Linked DNA regions of Mus musculus: region 2 is linked to region 1. Evidence: chromatin contacts called from public Hi-C data. All regions are on one chromosome and are shown on one strand. Each heading gives the region's core, a stretch centred on a gene start, on an enhancer-like site or on the middle of the called end of the contact. The rest is flanking DNA. Distances are from core to core; before and after follow the strand shown. Region 1 overlaps Clec16a (C-type lectin domain family 16, member A). Region 2 overlaps Clec16a (C-type lectin domain family 16, member A).

Region 1 (7,701 bases), core at 3,085-5,584:
AATTGCCGTGAGAACCATCACTTTGAATGTCTACAAAGGTAAGTTTCCTCGTGCACTTGGGCTTCAGGTCGTAAGCCAAGTGCTGGCTCCCAAGCTCACAAACACAGTTCCAAGTTACTGGAGACCTTGCCTAGTATGAGCAGTGGCTGCTTGTCTGACAGAGATTTGCAGGCATATCACTGTTCCTTGTGGAAATCTTTGAGCTGTATACTCTAGCATTGTTCCCTGCTGCTGCCCCACCTTAGTCTATCCCAAGAAGTCTTTGAGGGGTTGGAGTGGCCATAAGCTAATTAGATAAAGCAAAACTGTCTTGAAAATTTTAGCTTTAAATTTTTGTGTTTTGGCTTATAAAATACGCTGTTACAGTTATTTGTTTTATAGTTTATCTTTAAATATGCATGAGAGCATTTCACATCACAAGCAGCAGGAGGCAGTATTGTATTCCCAGCCAGCCACCAAGGCCAGTATTAACAACAGTCCTTCCTTTCTCTCAGATGTATGTAATGCTCCATCCTGTGTCCAGTGGAGAGTCTTTCCACAAGGCCTGCCGGTGCTGGCACACAGGCTGCCTGCCTGCCTGCAAGGTTTTGGAGCTGGAACTGGCCCTCTTAAGACAATTCCTAAAGGCTAATTAATTTCCTTGTGGAAACCACAGTGAAGCTGGGCCTCTAGTTTCTTGGCCATTCAAGGGCTTTGACTTTCATGAGTCAAGGTGGTATTACTTGAGATGCAATACCAGTTGAGGGCCAGGGAAGGTCACCTTAAATTTAATTTAAGAGCTTTTTCTCAGAGCCTAATTTGGTCCAGCCAGAGATTGCAAAATGAGAGCCTGTAGACACAAACCATCCCTCAGACACATTTCAGTTGGCTCAGATGGAAAAAAAAATATACAGAACATCCAGGAATACCTTGTCTCTAAAAAGAAAGTGTGCGTGTGTGTTTGCTTTAAAATATAAAAATTTGGAGTTTTTACACTGTGCATTTCTGACTTGAAGATGTGCATTTGGGTATTCAGGGCCCACACTCCCATGGGGAATTAAGTGGTCAAAGGCTGAGAAGCAATCGTTGCTAGGGCTCCAACCCCCTAATTTGCTCTCCCAGCCTTCAGACTTGGTTCGCTGTGCAGCCATTGACCTGGCAGACTTCTGAGTTTGCAGCCTTGGCCATGCATAGTTGGTTCCACTGTCCTATGCTCTGTTTTCTCTTGCTCTCTTCTAACTGTGTCTTTTGGTTTAGATGCCTCCTGACTAGGCTTTGTCCTTCTGGGCCGCTGTCTCACCTTCCCAGTTCCTAACCCTGTTAACTGTTGTCTGTTTTTGCCTTTCCTCCAATGCCGATTCCTGTTCCTTATTCCAGTGTCATGTAAGTTATTAACCTCTGGTTTTCCTCTTTCTGAGCTTGCCTTACAAGTAAATGCAGGAGAGTTGGTTTGAGAGTGCTGCGTTCTCAGTTTAGTCAGGCCTTGCCCTTGCTGATGTACAGGCTCTCCAGTGCACTGAGTGTCCCTCCCTCAGTTATAACAGTAATGACTAAGTGTGTTAGTTGAGAGAAGAGCACCAGCACAGCTTTGTGTGATAACTAAGATAAATATTTCCAAGTATTTTCAGGAAAGACAGAGTCTCAGATGGTAGCAAGGTTTTTCATGGTGATTTTTGGTTTGTTTGGGTGTTTTGTTTTGTTAAACTGTCCTTGAATTATTTTGGTGGCTTACTATCTCTTCTTTTGTGCGTCCTCTTAGTGGATAACCAGGCCATGCTGCACTACATCAGAGACAAAACCGCTGTCCCGTACTTCTCCAATTTGGTCTGGTTCATTGGGAGCCATGTGATCGAACTTGACAACTGTGTGCAGACAGATGAGGAGTAAGTAGTGTTCCAGCCGTCTCATTGGAGAACAGGGTGCTGAGGATGTGTGTTTCCACCAAGCAAAAGTAGAGAGGAGAGCAGCACTTGTGTCTACGCAGGCAGTCAGGACTCCAGGCTGCAGAAGGCTCTGCTTCCCTGTTTGGGGTGGTGGGAAGTTGGAATTTTCCCATGTGCCTCCGTATGGGCACTGGAGCAACACTGCCTCTAGCTGGGGCTGTGAGGCTGCTGATCAGAAAATGAGGGTGTGTGAATCACCAAAATGTAGTGCATGGGTGACTTGTTAAAGCCCTTGCCTCACAAACCTAAGGACCTGAGTTCTATCCCTGGAAACGACATGGAAGTGCAGGGTCCAGTGATTGAAAAGGCAAGTCTCTGGAGCTTTTCGGCCAGCTAGTTTACTTGGTAAGTTCCAGACCAGTGAGATACTCTGTCTTTCACAAAAGACAGCACACACAAGCACCACACACAAACACATGCACATATACTGTACCCTCTTTCCACACAGAACACAAAATGGCCAAAATGGGATCTGTCTATGCAGTGGAGTAGTACTTAGCCATGACTGGTCTGAAGTGCTGACACATGCTCTGATAAACCTCTAAAACATGGCCTGAGTGAGGGGCAGACACAAGCACCTCACAGCCCGGGATCTCACTGAAATGCCCAGAAGGGACAGTCTAAAGACAGAGTAGATGAGAGGTTTCCTAGGGCGGGGATACAGGATGAGGGGGTGTTTCTGGGAGCAGGTCAGAAAGCTGCTGCTGCTGAGTACAGGGCTTTTGACAGACAAGATTGAAAATGTTACAAAGCAGATGTGATGAACATACATGGGGCCTCAGAGAGCACTTGCTGAGGCCCTAAGTTCAACTGCTAGTACTCCAAGAACAAAAATGTAAGAAACCCATTACATTATGTACATGAAATGAATGAGTTTTATTTATCAGTGAATCGTATCTCAAGAAAACCTTTAAAACACGATTTAAGATGGTGGTGGTGACCATGTCCTCAGAGTGAGGACTTGAAGTTCCACAGTGGCTTTTTCTGTCTTGATACTGTTTGACCTTCTGAACTGGGCACTTTGCTTTGCAGAATGTTGAGCAGCCTGCATGGCCTGCCTCTTGTATTCCATGGCTAATAACACCTTTCCAAGTCAGGACAACTGAAAAGCCTCTTGACATTACTTTACCACCAACTGAGAACAAGGCTCCAAGGACAGGCTTTGCCTAGCCTTGTAAAAAGTATACTGAGATGGGATCAGGATACTCGGGGGATCCAAAAGGAAGTCTCCTGGACAAGGGGAGCCAGGCAGCACTGGGAAGAAATGAGGCTAGGGAAATGGTGGGATTGGGCTGACTGGACCTTCTGGAAGATAAGGGCCATGTGGATCACAGCTATCATGGAAGGAAGTGAACCCAGCGTCTCCTGTGGAGCTCTGCAGTGACCAGTTATGAGAGTGTCACCTAGTTACCCAGTAAGTACTGTGGGGCAGAGTTGTGGCGAGGAGAGTCCAATGAACAGCACCTACAAAGGCTCAGCTGCAGAGTGGGGAGCAGTACAGGTTCCACAGAGGGCAGAGGGACTCTCTTCACAGAGGGCCAGTGATTAAGCCTTCCTCAGCTGGGCCTGCTAGCTCAGGCCTGGCGTCCCAGATCCTCAGGATGTGTCAGCAAGAAGATCAAAAGCCCAAGCCCTGTCTTGGCTACAGAGTGGGTTCCAGGCCAACAGCCTGGGCAACTTAGTAAGACTGTCTCAAAATAAAGTACAAAGAAGGCTAGGGGAGGAGCTCTGTTGTAGAATATGTGCCAAAGCCACATGAGGCTCTAGGCTTAGTCCCCAGTTTCACACACACATTTTTTTTTTCTCTGGATTGGGGTAGCTGGGTCGGTTATGACAGATGCTGTTAAACTCACCAGAGCACTTCAGTAAAGTTTTTCTGAAGGAAACATTAAAAAGTGAGGTATATTAAAAGCCTATTAAACTTATTTTTATGGTATCTTAAAGGAGTAGTATGGAACATTGTGTGTGTGTGTGTGTTTCTGGGTCTCTGGTAAGGTGGGATCATAGATTCTTATTATATTTGGGCTTTGCAAAGCAGATTTCTGATTGGTATCTTGTAAAGGTGTGGAATAAATGCACCAAATTAGGGGAAAGCAAATCTGAACCTCTTTCCTGCCTGATACATGTTACTTCTAGAAGGATCTTAAACACATTTTAGATTGTCTAGAGGGAGAGAGTAAAACATGAAAATCCAGCTGTCAGATGGTAGGTCCCAAATGTCAAAAGTGGGTGTTCACAAGTGGTGGCCCCATTAGAACACTCTCTTTGCTCTGGCTTTTCCAAGTCTCATGCCTTCTGAAACATCCATCTATAACTTGGGTAGTAGTAATCCTGATGCAGGTACAGTGCCCTGCTCCCAGCTGATTGCTCTTTGCCCACTTTCTGCTTTTGAGGTCGTGAACTCTGTTTCTGGCTTCTTTGACTGTACCCTGCAAACAGGCAGCATGGTTGTTGCTTGCTGCAGGGTCACAGATGCCTCCAGCGAGGGCTTGAGGAAGAGTGTGTCTTGGTTCTGTGTCCCGCCATGTGGGAGCCAGAGCTTTGGAGTAAGGCCTTCTTCGTGATTCCTTACCTCTGGAGTACTTGGCTCGCTGGGATTTGTGGCTCTGTTAGCACTGGTCATAAGGGAGCTGAGGAATCTTACCATGTTGGCCAGTGACTAGACTACTATTGTGCAATGGCTTCCCACAATGGCTTCACTGTTTTTCTTTGCTTAGCTTACCCTGACTTGTTTGGAGTTGCAGTTGTAGGGTGCCTGGGCCAAGGCCATCAGGGGGAAGAGCCCCAAGAGTTCTAAAATGTTTTTCAGTGTCCTGTATATTATTCTTTTGTCTGCCCCTGTCAGGGGCAGTGTGGATAATCAAGAGACTGTCTACACTAGCTTCCCTAGTGTAGATTATCTGCACTAGCTTACACTAGCTTGGAGGCTGGAGTGAATGTGTCTCCACATGTGTCTTGTGTTTATGCTGAAGGCCCCAAGCCTTGGCCTCTGGACTGAGAGGAACATTTCTATTGCAGGCACCGGAATCGGGGGAAACTGAGTGACCTGGTGGCTGAGCACTTGGACCACCTGCACTATCTCAACGACATCCTGATCATCAACTGCGAGTTCCTCAATGACGTACTCACCGACCACCTGCTCAACAGGCTTTTCCTGCCGCTCTACGTGTACTCCCTGGAGAACCCCGACAAGGTGAGTCTGCATCGAGACCACGGCCTGCCTCTTGCCTGTGTCTTCTGAGAGACAGCCTCTGGGAGTGAGGGTGGAAGTAGCAGAGCCTCACACCCCAGGGAAAGGCCTTTCAAAGCTCACTGGCCTTCTGTTCTTGATACGAACATGACCAAGAAATGTAACATAGCTGGTGTCAGGGAAGTGTGATCCCCTCGAACTCAGCCTCTGTGCTCCTGTGCACCCTTCTATGGGTGTGCTGTCCCATAGCTTTCTCTGGTGCTCACTCAAGCTAATTCTCAGAGAATTGCCAGTCAGCATCAGAACTTTCATATGAAATGCATAGGAAGTGCTGGAGCGTGCTCAGGGAAAGGTCTCCTGATTACATACAAGTTGTCACCCTGATTCCTCCATGGGGTAGGGGATAGTGACTTCCTGGGAGGCCATCTCATTTCAGGGAGTTCACCTAGTTGAGCAGGCTTGGGTTAGGACAGGCCATCTATATGAGTAACCTGTTTCTAAGTAGTACCATGAGTGGCTGGTTCTGGGGTCTCTAGGAGAAAAGCTGCTTCAGGAAGAGAGGCCTCAGTTGTCCCTTCAGAGTTAAGGTTAGAGGAAGACAGGGCAAGGGAACACAGATGTATCCAGCAGAAGCTGTCTCCCTGCAAGGCACCTCGTTAGATGCCCCCAAGGCATGGTGTCTGTTTGGACCTAGAACATAGGCATTCTTCCAACTAATAAGTAAATAAAGCAAAGGAAGTCACAGCTCCAGCTCACACTGGAGCAGCTCTGGAGAGCATCACTGAGACCTAGGATTGGAGTCATTTCTGCCTTTGTCCTTGGACAAGGCACAAAAACGCAGGGCCTAAAGATCCCTCCCTGACAGGACTGCTCTAACATGGGCAGTCGTGAAGCTGAGTGCAAATCACAGTTTGTTTTGTGTTTTTGTTTTGTTTTGTTTTTGAGGCCAGAGGGCCCCAAGTCCTACCTTCCCCATGTAATGAAGGCCTGTGTGCCCAGCTGGGGAACGAGCACGGCTGTAACCTTGGAAGTGAGCACACCCATTGGATCAGCTGCCAAGACAGGACTGTGCTGCAGGGTTCTTAGGGGAAGGCTGGTCTCAGAGCCCAGTGGGGAAGGGGACGCACTTCCTGTCTGAACTGAGGACTTGTGGTCTTCTGTGTTCTGTTTGCCTTTTGTAACCAGAGCCACCTGTTTCCTCTGTCCTTCACTAGGGAGGAGAACGGCCAAAAATCAGCCTGCCTGTGTCCCTCTATCTTCTCTCCCAGGTATGTTTGTTATGCATCCCGTGTCTCCTACACAAATGTGGTCCTGTCCCGTGTCCAGATGCTTATTACGTAGTTCTGTGGATCCCGTCTTGAAATAAAGTCCAACACAAGGGAAACTGCTGCTTTCCATACACCAAGTAGAGTTTAGCCTCTCGGGAGAGGATGGAAACTAAAGGGCAGTGAGGCCTGGCATCGGTGCTGTTGATTTCTAGGTGACACTTCCCAGCAGCTGGCTCATGCTCATACTCTCTCCATCCCTGGAGATGTGAGTTTGTGTGGCCTTTGTTCACAATGCTTAGAAATGAGAGAAATGTGCTCCAAGTGCTGGGTGACTGCACACTCAGAGCTGTGATCTAGCACACAGCCTTGCCATGGCTATATGCAGAGGGGCTGTGGAGGTTCTGGTTCCAGATCATCTTCTAAGGGATATTAAAGCAGCCACAGCCTGAGATTTGAATCTTAAGCTAGTTAGTTGCCTGTCTCCCTCCTTAAACAACTGTTTCCTCCTTCACATCTTGTAACTATGTAATATTTATAAGAATGGGAAAAACTCCATGGTGACCCAGTTGCATAACTTAGAAATATTTAGAAATATTTTTATTACTAGCAGTCCAGATTCGTGGGCCACTTCACCCAGCTGTCAAATAGCCAGATGATTGCTTAGAGCTCTGTCTCCATGCCTTCCATGGTAGCAGGGTTGATCTCCTTTTAGTGAGATACTCTTCTACTTGGATCCCCTGCTGTTTTAAGATTGGGGTGATGCTGGCTCCTGCTGGCCTGAGAAGAGGTTCAGTTACCATCTTCCCACAGAGGGGAGGTTGATTAAATTCAGACGTAGCCTGACCACTTCTTGCATCCTGGAGCCTTATTCTAGAGACTTTGTTTGCTCAGAACTCTGTCTGAGGTCTGTTCTTTCTCAGGCCCCTCTGCTACCTCAGTACAGGACAGCTTCTCCTGGCAGACCTTTGTGCCCATTACAAACTTGTTACAAACCTGCCAGCATTGCCTGCTAGGAATTCTGGGAGTCTGTTAGGACCCAAACAGGTCAGGAAGCTACAAGTCCAACCAAGAAACTCTTTGTCATGACCCCGTCAGCTGTTGGAGCATCACTCGGGTGGGTTTTCCTGAGGAGCGTGGTCACCAGCTCCTGTGGCTGCCCCTCAGCCTCTTCTCTAGAGAAGGACGTGTGGCTCAGGCACCTCATTTCTTCAGTATGTCTCAAACCACATAGCTTTAATTCATTGTTCCTTAGTTTCATAGCCCTTAAAAAGAGCTCTTCTATATTAAAAATCTTGGGTTAGCAAAATGTCTCAGCATGTAA
Region 2 (7,674 bases), core at 625-3,124, 140 kb after region 1:
CATCTCCCAGCCCCTGGGCATTGGCCACTGCATCTCCCAGCCCCTGGGCATTGGCCACTGCATCTCCCAGCCCCTGGGCATTGGCCACTGCATCTCCCAGCCCCTGGGCATTGGCCACTGCGTCTTGGATTCTTGGGAAGAAATGAAGTCAGTGCACCCAGCTATGCAGGGCCCGGTTAATAATGAATGTGGAGGAAGGAGAGAGGATGTTCAATATTTAAACAGTGCAGAGCGCTAGCTGTTTTGCCAGTTACTGCCCTCCGCCTGTTTCCTGGATGGCCTCTGTAAAACTGAGTGCTACCCAGTTCCACTGCTGGCCTCTACCACCTGCTTATGTGAATAGGGAACAGTAGCTCTGAGGCACTCCAGCCAGAAAGAGTTCTGTTGCTTTTCATGAGAGGAGGAGATGACGGCATGGGGTTGGGGGTCTGTGGTGTACAGCTTGTGTGTTTAGGGTTCACGTCCAGGCTGTCTGAACCCCTCACATCCTCCTCTCGGGGCTGCCTATGTTTCATCTGTGTTAGGCTTCAGTGGCCTGACTAATGAGGAAGATTTTACAGGGAAAAGGTAGACTTGCCTTAAGAACCATCTCTTCAAGTCCATGAACTGGATATCTGCCTTCAGAGTTGCATGTAATGCAGAATTCTGTGAATCAATTCCTCTTTTCTTCTTGACACACGTTATATCAAAAGCAAAAGCATCCTTCTGGGGGGAGGAGAAAAGAAAACATTTGGCCCGAGACATAATAAAATCATGCTTAAGGATGCAACAAACTTGAAGTCTCTTAGTTAAAGGAAATCAATACTTTTATGATGAAATATTAATCATCCTTAAAAAAATAAGTCAAAACTAGAGATGCACAAGAGCCAGAGTGATTTTAATGCCTCAGGCATTAGCTTGGCATTTGCAAGGAAGCACAGAGCACAAGCCCCTCCCCAGCCTCATGAGCCACTTGTGGATTTTCGTTCAGAGCACCCGTATCTCTCCATGACATGCCAAAGTTACTTCCAAGCATTTCCAAACTGCTGATTTGGGGAAATGAGAAGTGAGGAGAAGAGGAGCCTGCAGAAGTGTGCACACACGCATGTGCTGTGAGCAGGGCAAGGAGAGCCTGCAGAGAACCAGAGAGAGCTACCTGTGTGCAGTCCTCCTTTGAACCAACAGTAATGCCCCCATAGCATCCTCGTAGGAGGTACTGAAGCATGTGTAACTGTTTGGAGGCAGGTCAGACTGGTTGGATTTTGAGTTTTACATGCATACAGCTGTCAGACACACAAGACAGCCCTGGTGTGCTGAAAGCAACGGAGCGGGCATGGACACATGAGGCTGAGAGCAAGAACTCCATTTTCTCACTGGTAGCTCTGCTGTAAATCCTTATGACAAACTAGGCATGGAGGACCCTCCTGGGAGCACCTGGGAAGCAGAGGCAGGATCACTGAGATCCTGTCTTAAAACAAATCCTTTAGCTCAGACAGTTAAAGTTACTTTAGGAGAACTTTCAGATCTCACTTTAGTGACTGAAGCCTCCAGTCACATGGGTGACAAAAGGACGGTCAGTCTCGGTCATGTGTGGTGTTGCATTCTCAAAAGACCCAGATCAATTCTCCTACCACACACCCCACCGCCAAGACTGACTAAGTTCTGCCTTGATAAGGCCAGCTTCCAGTTCAGCAGTCAAAATGCAAGTGCCTGGACATACAGTCTCCAGTACATGTGCTCTCAGGGCAAGTAGGGCTTCTACATCACATTACCTAGGAGCAGCTCAAGGCCTGGGAACACTCCTCTCCCCCTGTGTCGTTTATCTGAGCTTCTGCTTCTCCCTGGACTTCTCCTTTGCACATGACAGATACTGACCATCTGGCTGGCCAAGTGTCGTGGGGCTCCAGGAGCAGAAGCCAGCAGAGCCCTGCCCACTGAGCAGCAGCTGTAAGCCTCGGAAGCATGCTCTGGGCTGGTGGCCATCTTGGCCTTTGTATGACTCAGCATGTCCCCTGATCCCATCTAACGCCCACCGCGCTGATAGCATCTTTGGTTCTTTCTGTATTCATGTGTAAGGCAACATTGCCATCTGTCAGTCTGGCCTGACCCCAGTCAGTTAACACACACAGGAGAGCTTCAGTGGTATAGCTATAGCAGGAGCAAACCACCCTGCTCTATAAGCCCAAGTCCTAGCAAACAAGTAAATGGGAAGGAACCCCAGCCTGTGGCTGTCTGCCCTGGGGGTATATCGTACATCTTTTGCAGAAATTAACAGTGAATTCTCTGGCCTCTTTGTATTCTTCCACCTTGTGTAATCCTCGGGGCTAGGCATCCACATTATGAGACCTACCCTACAGTGCTGCCTTGCTTCTGGCCTGAGAGGTTAGAGCAGGGCTGATTAGAGTCTTCAGCAAACCAGGTACTCCTGGCCTACTCCAGCTCTGGGGACATCCTTGTCAGGGGCCTTCAGCTGGCCCACCTGCTCTGTCTCTGGGTTGAGAATCTCCCCTCCTGCCTCCTCCACCCAACCCCACCCCACCCACATGCCTACAAATCCCCATACAGCTATCTAACGGCCTCCTTCTCCCTGCTCTTTCAGCCTTGTTCACTGCCTCAGAACACAGGCAGCCAAGATGGCCGCTGGTGGTGAACTTTCTATTGCCTTGGCTGAGAGGCCGTTGTGGAGCTCTGTGCTCTCTCATGCATACATGGTAATGCCATTTAAAGTGGGCAGGGACTGGGAGAGGCAAAAGCCCAGGTATCCTGGGGAGAAAGCCCAAGCCCTGGTGCCCTATACTTTTAATAGTCTACAGAGCACCACTGCAGAACCAGTTCCCAGGTCCTCATGCCAGCCAGACCTCCATAGCAGGTGCTCCTCCAAGGCAGGGGGGAGCATCTACATTCCTGACATCCACACAGCTCAGGGGTCCCCCAGCTGCAAAACGGACACTTGGCCCTGAGGTGTCTCCCATGGGTGGTGGTCCACATAGCCAGGCCCTCACCTGAACCAAAGGGCTAAATCATATTAAAATGGCACAGGGAAAAAGCAGAATACTGAAAAAAAATTTTCTCTTTTCTGCAGGTTTTCACGTATAGCCCTTAATAACCAAGAGGATTTGTCCATGGATAAAGAGCTATAGGCTATCAGATTCTGCAAGTTCTCAGATATTTTTGTATGTTATCCCTTTAAAACCAACCAGAAATAAAAGCCTTTAAGTGTTTGCAGGCAAAGCCAGTCATCGAGTCGCCTATGGCAAAAGTCAGAAAGCAGAAAATGGTGACTGCTGTAGTGTTCCCTTCCCCTCGTTTACATATCTGCTACCGCCACCTTCCCTGATACAGGACAGAAAGTGGCTTTTCCACTAATGGGACACTGGGAGAAAATCAAAAAGTGATACTTGAGTGTGAAGCCCTTCGGGTGATCCCAGAGTTCATAGATCAGAAATCCTGCATCTTTAGACCCACTGGAGAGAGCCAGAAAGTGAGGGAGCAGGGGTGAGGGTCTGTGTCCAGGATACCCAACATGCCAGGAAACCCTCAATGCTGTGCCCAGGGTATCCACATGCCAGGAGACCCTCAGTGCTGTGCCCAGGGTACCCACATGCCAGGAGACCCTCAATGCTGTGCCCAGGGTACCCACATGCCAGGAGACCCTCAGTGCTGTGTGTGTTGCTGAGGTTCTCTCACTAAGCACCCAGGTCCAAGTTTGCTCCATGTTTATTTATTATTATTTATGTTATGGAAGGAGGAGTGTTTGCCACATGTGTGTGTGCCCACAGAAGCCAAAATGTTAGACCATCTAGAAGTGGAAATACAGGTGATTGTGGGCCTCTCAACCTAGGTGCTGGCAACCAGACTCAGGCCTCTGGAAGAACATTACTCACCCTTAACTCCCTGAGCTTTTGTCTGTCTAACCCCTTGTTTTGTTTATTTATTTTAGCATTTTACTTGTTTAGCAGTAGATGACTGTCTGTGTGTATGAGAACACATGCTCAGAAGCCAGAGGAGAGGCCATTGGGTGTCCCACTGTACCACTCACCACTGTATTTCCTTGAAACAGGCTTTCTCTCTGAGGCTGGAGCTAGGCTGTCCCCAGCAAGGGATCCTCCTGTCTCTGACACCACAGCAGTAAGGCACAGGGGCACATGCAGCCACATGCAGCTTTTTTATGTAGGTGCTGGGGACTTTAACTCAGATCCTCATGCTGTATCAATAGGCAGCAATCATCTTTACAGGTGAGCTATCTCCCTCATTCATTCATTCATTCATTCATTCATTCATTTAATGTGTTCTGGTGTTTTCCTGAATGTCTATGTGCATGCCTGGTGCCTAAGAAGGACAAAAGGTGTCAAATCCTCTAGAACTTGAGTTCCACATATTTGTGAGCCACCCTGTGAGTGCTGAAAAGCAAACCTATGTCCTCTGGAAGAGTAGCCAGCATCTCAGTGTGTGGTAAGAGCAGTCTTTAACTCTTCTGCCATCTCTCCAGGTGGCATCACCTCTGCCTAAGGTGGCTTTCCTCACCTTCTCCCTGATTGGCTCCCCACATCCACCCTCATCTTATCGAAGGATAAGCTCCAGAGACATACTGGGTCCGACGCATGCGTCAGAAAGGTCCATGTCACTCCAGACCTTGTCAGCAGCAGTACAGCGCTGTAGCCGACTGAAGTATTAGGCTCTGTCATATCTCTACCCAGTTCACCCAAGGGACCTGGCAGATGCAGCAGAGGTGAAAGGGCACAGTCAAGGCAAGAGCCAGTGAGGGAGAAGCAGGGCTGTGCAGGATGGCTGTCTTGGGTTTGTGCAGGAGGTCACAGGGCTGATTGATTTTTTTTTTTTTTTTACTGTTTCCCAGCATCTCAGTGTGTGGTGAGAAAAATATGAACACTGTCTGGCTAGGAGCCTGAGCCCTGGCCTCGGAGTGAATCTGCCAATGAAAGGCAATCTTGGGAGCCTGTGGTCCTTAGCTCCCATTCACAGTGGCAGCCCTGGCAGCCCTGGAGCCTCTCCCTCCCAGGGGACTCTGGGGACCTCTGGCCCAGGCAGAGCTCTTACCTGTGCTCCAAGCTCACACCACCCATCACAGGAGCTGACATTTCAGGCTCAGGATTGAGCCAATGACAGCCCAGCACAGTACAGGATTTATGTACAGACAAGAGGCAAGCTAGCTTTGCCCCACCCCCTTAGGTAGGCCACACCTTGTTTTTCAAAAAGAGCAGAAAGGCTGGGGCTGCTGTTCAGTGGGATGCACCAGCCTGGCCTTCACAAAACCCTGCCTTCTGTCCTGCCTGTAATCACCTCACTCAAGAGGTGAAGGCTGAAAAGTCAGGTTCAAGGTCATCCTGGGCTACATAGCAAGTTAAAGGCCACCCTGGGAGAAATCCTGTTCTGAAAGGGTTGGGGCAATTTTGGAAATGTTATTTCCACATTTTAAAAGTTCAGGCAGTGTGTAGTTTACATAAAAGTCCAGATAGCCACCTTCTTTGGAAGAATTGGAAATGTACACAGAGTGGGGGGTCTTACACTGATGGTCTCAGCCCCTGATATCTTTCAGGACCCAGGGTGTTAACACTGTGTTTTCCTGATAGAACAGAAGGCTTTCTTAGCCTCCAGGTCTCTGTGGGGTCAGGGAAGCCTCTTAGTTCTTCCCACCCTTCCCACCCTCTTTCACTTTCACAGCCAAACTTGTACTGTGTGTGATCTCTACCAGTGGGATCCACAGAAAAATCTGGAAAAAAAGCAGGGAAGCCACTCTCTGGCACTGCAGTGCACCAACCAGAGCACTTCCTTTTTCACTCTTGTAGAAATCACAGTGTCACTGCTTAGAGAAGTAAGTTTGATGAAGGCCACCATGTGGTGGCTTCTCGGCAGAATAAATGAGACACTTTCTAAAGGCAAGCAGCTAAGTCTCCTCTGCTGCTCTCGGGGACGTGCCAGGAGAGGGTCAAGGGATGCAGACTCTCAGTGACCAGTGGGTCCCAAGACTTCCACCATGCTATGCTTTCCCCCTAAGCTGGAACTCCTGAGAGGCTCAAGCTAAATGTGCTGTTCTGTGACAGAAGTCTTCCTACTGTCACTTTGATTTGGCATGCAGCCCGATGTCGGTCTAGTACTAGCTGCTTCTGTTATAGGGCTTCAGGGCTTGTTTCTCTGGTGGTGGGCTTCAGTTCTCAGAGGGATACAGATGTATGCTGGGAGCAGCAAGCCCTACAAGTCTGTGGGTAAGGATAGAGTTAATCCTGAAAGCAGTGAGCCCCTGGTGGTCTGCCAGGTGTAGCCCTACATTACACAGAGTAGGAGCTCCTTAGAATGACACTTGAGTTGAGCAGGCTTCTGCACTTGACCTTCTGAGAGGCCCCTGTGGAATCCCCTACATAGACTCAAGCCAGTTCCATAATTCCAAAAAGGCAAATGCTTTTTAACCTGGAACACTTATATTTTAGTCAAATACCCAGAAGGCACCACCAGCCCCTGCTTTCTTGGAAGATTAAAAAAGCTTCAGCCCAGGCCCCAGTGTCCCTGTCTGCATACTGTGCAGTCTCTTACCGCCCTCAGGTTCAAGGTCTTAGTCCTCTTTTAGAATCTTTGATTTCTGGTTTGAACTCAGAAAGAAACTCAGTCCATCCACTGGGTTCTACCAAAACCTCCACTTACATCATGGAAGGAAGTTGAATTCATAATCAGGATCACTTGCCCCTCCCCTTTTTCTTCATCCTACCATGTCCAGATCCCTGTACTCCACCAGAACTACCAGCCCCATAGGCTCAGGGCAATTTTCTCCCTACCAGAAGAAGGTCAGAGCCAGCATACCAATATGACCAGGGGACGTAGCCTGTATCCTGCATTAACAAGGCATTCCTCACAATATCAGATAAGATTAGCTTCAACAACATAGAAAATGCTAGAAGGGAGGTTTCTGTTGCTCTCCAGTGACAGCTTCATGAATATGGGTAAACAAGGGATCCATGAGGCATCAGAGACCCTGCTCCTCTCCACTCAGTGTTCTTCCTTCCCTCATAAAGAGTTCCCCTCTTAGTCCAGGATGACTGCTGGACTTCTGTCATCCGTGTTCCAGGAAGCAGAATAGAGGATGTACCTACCCTCTTTCCTGTTGAAGAAGCTTCTTGGAAATCCCACATGCCACTTTGATGTCTGTCTCATGGCCACAACTCAGTTATAAGGCCATGCCTAGTGGCCAGGTTCTGTAACTGCAAGTGAAGGGAGAAATGAATAATAGAAATAAGCTAGCTATCTCAGAAACACGTCCACAGGGTTCTTGCTGCTTAAGTAGTGAAAGCTGTTACCCAGAACACTAGTCATCTTTGCAGTTGGGTTTCTCATACACTGCCTGAGCAGGACAGACTTGGTGGGGTATTGGGGGGAAACCTTTGCCCAAGCTGGCAGCTAGCACTCAGGCCCAACAAGTGCCAAGGACTGCAGGCCAGCCTGGGCTGCTGGAAGGAAGCGCTGAAGCAGAGGTAAACAGGAATGGACTCATCCCACCTCTCAAAGCCAGAGTGGACAGAACTTGGACTTGAACCTGGGATCCTGACTCCATGCCCAGTATTCCCTGTCACTGGGCTTAAAAATGGGAGGCTTCAACATCCTTAATCATCAGGGAAATACAAATCAAAACAACCCTGAGACTCCACCTCACACCAGTCAGAATGGCTAAGATGAAAAATTCAGGTGACA

The links. Hi-C and Micro-C count contacts between places; a contact is called where the count stands out from the background.
Region 2: a contact with region 1 is called in a Hi-C map of Th2 cells, with 2.6 times the contacts expected there. The contact joins two enhancer-like sites. A contact is called at or near these places in 1 of 15 datasets of contacts at CTCF or cohesin (CD8 T cells), 15 of 484 Hi-C or Micro-C datasets (B cells, the G1E-ER4 cell line, the N1E-115 cell line and 9 more) and 2 of 115 datasets of contacts at active chromatin or transcription factors (DN3 thymocytes and double positive thymocytes).

Annotation. Positions count from the first base shown.
Region 1 is chr16:10,571,562-10,579,262 of GRCm38.p6, forward strand. Clec16a (C-type lectin domain family 16, member A) reads left to right here. Exons shown (of 23, transcript NM_001204229.1): 5 at 1-38; 6 at 1,739-1,862; 7 at 4,941-5,115; 8 at 6,327-6,380. Among named protein-coding and RNA genes, the nearest start is that of Clec16a, 30 kb to the left of the region's middle. Within about 2 kb of position 4,335, at least 54 of the 459 cell types and tissues checked have an H3K27ac peak or open chromatin away from gene starts, as enhancers often do. A contact at or near this core is called in Th2 cells, where this site is marked.
Region 2 is chr16:10,718,212-10,725,885 of GRCm38.p6, forward strand. The region is part of intron 21 of Clec16a (C-type lectin domain family 16, member A); the gene reads left to right. Among named protein-coding and RNA genes, the nearest start is that of Gm15558, 38 kb to the left of the region's middle. Within about 2 kb of position 1,875, at least 19 of the 459 cell types and tissues checked have an H3K27ac peak or open chromatin away from gene starts, as enhancers often do. A contact at or near this core is called in Th2 cells, where this site is marked.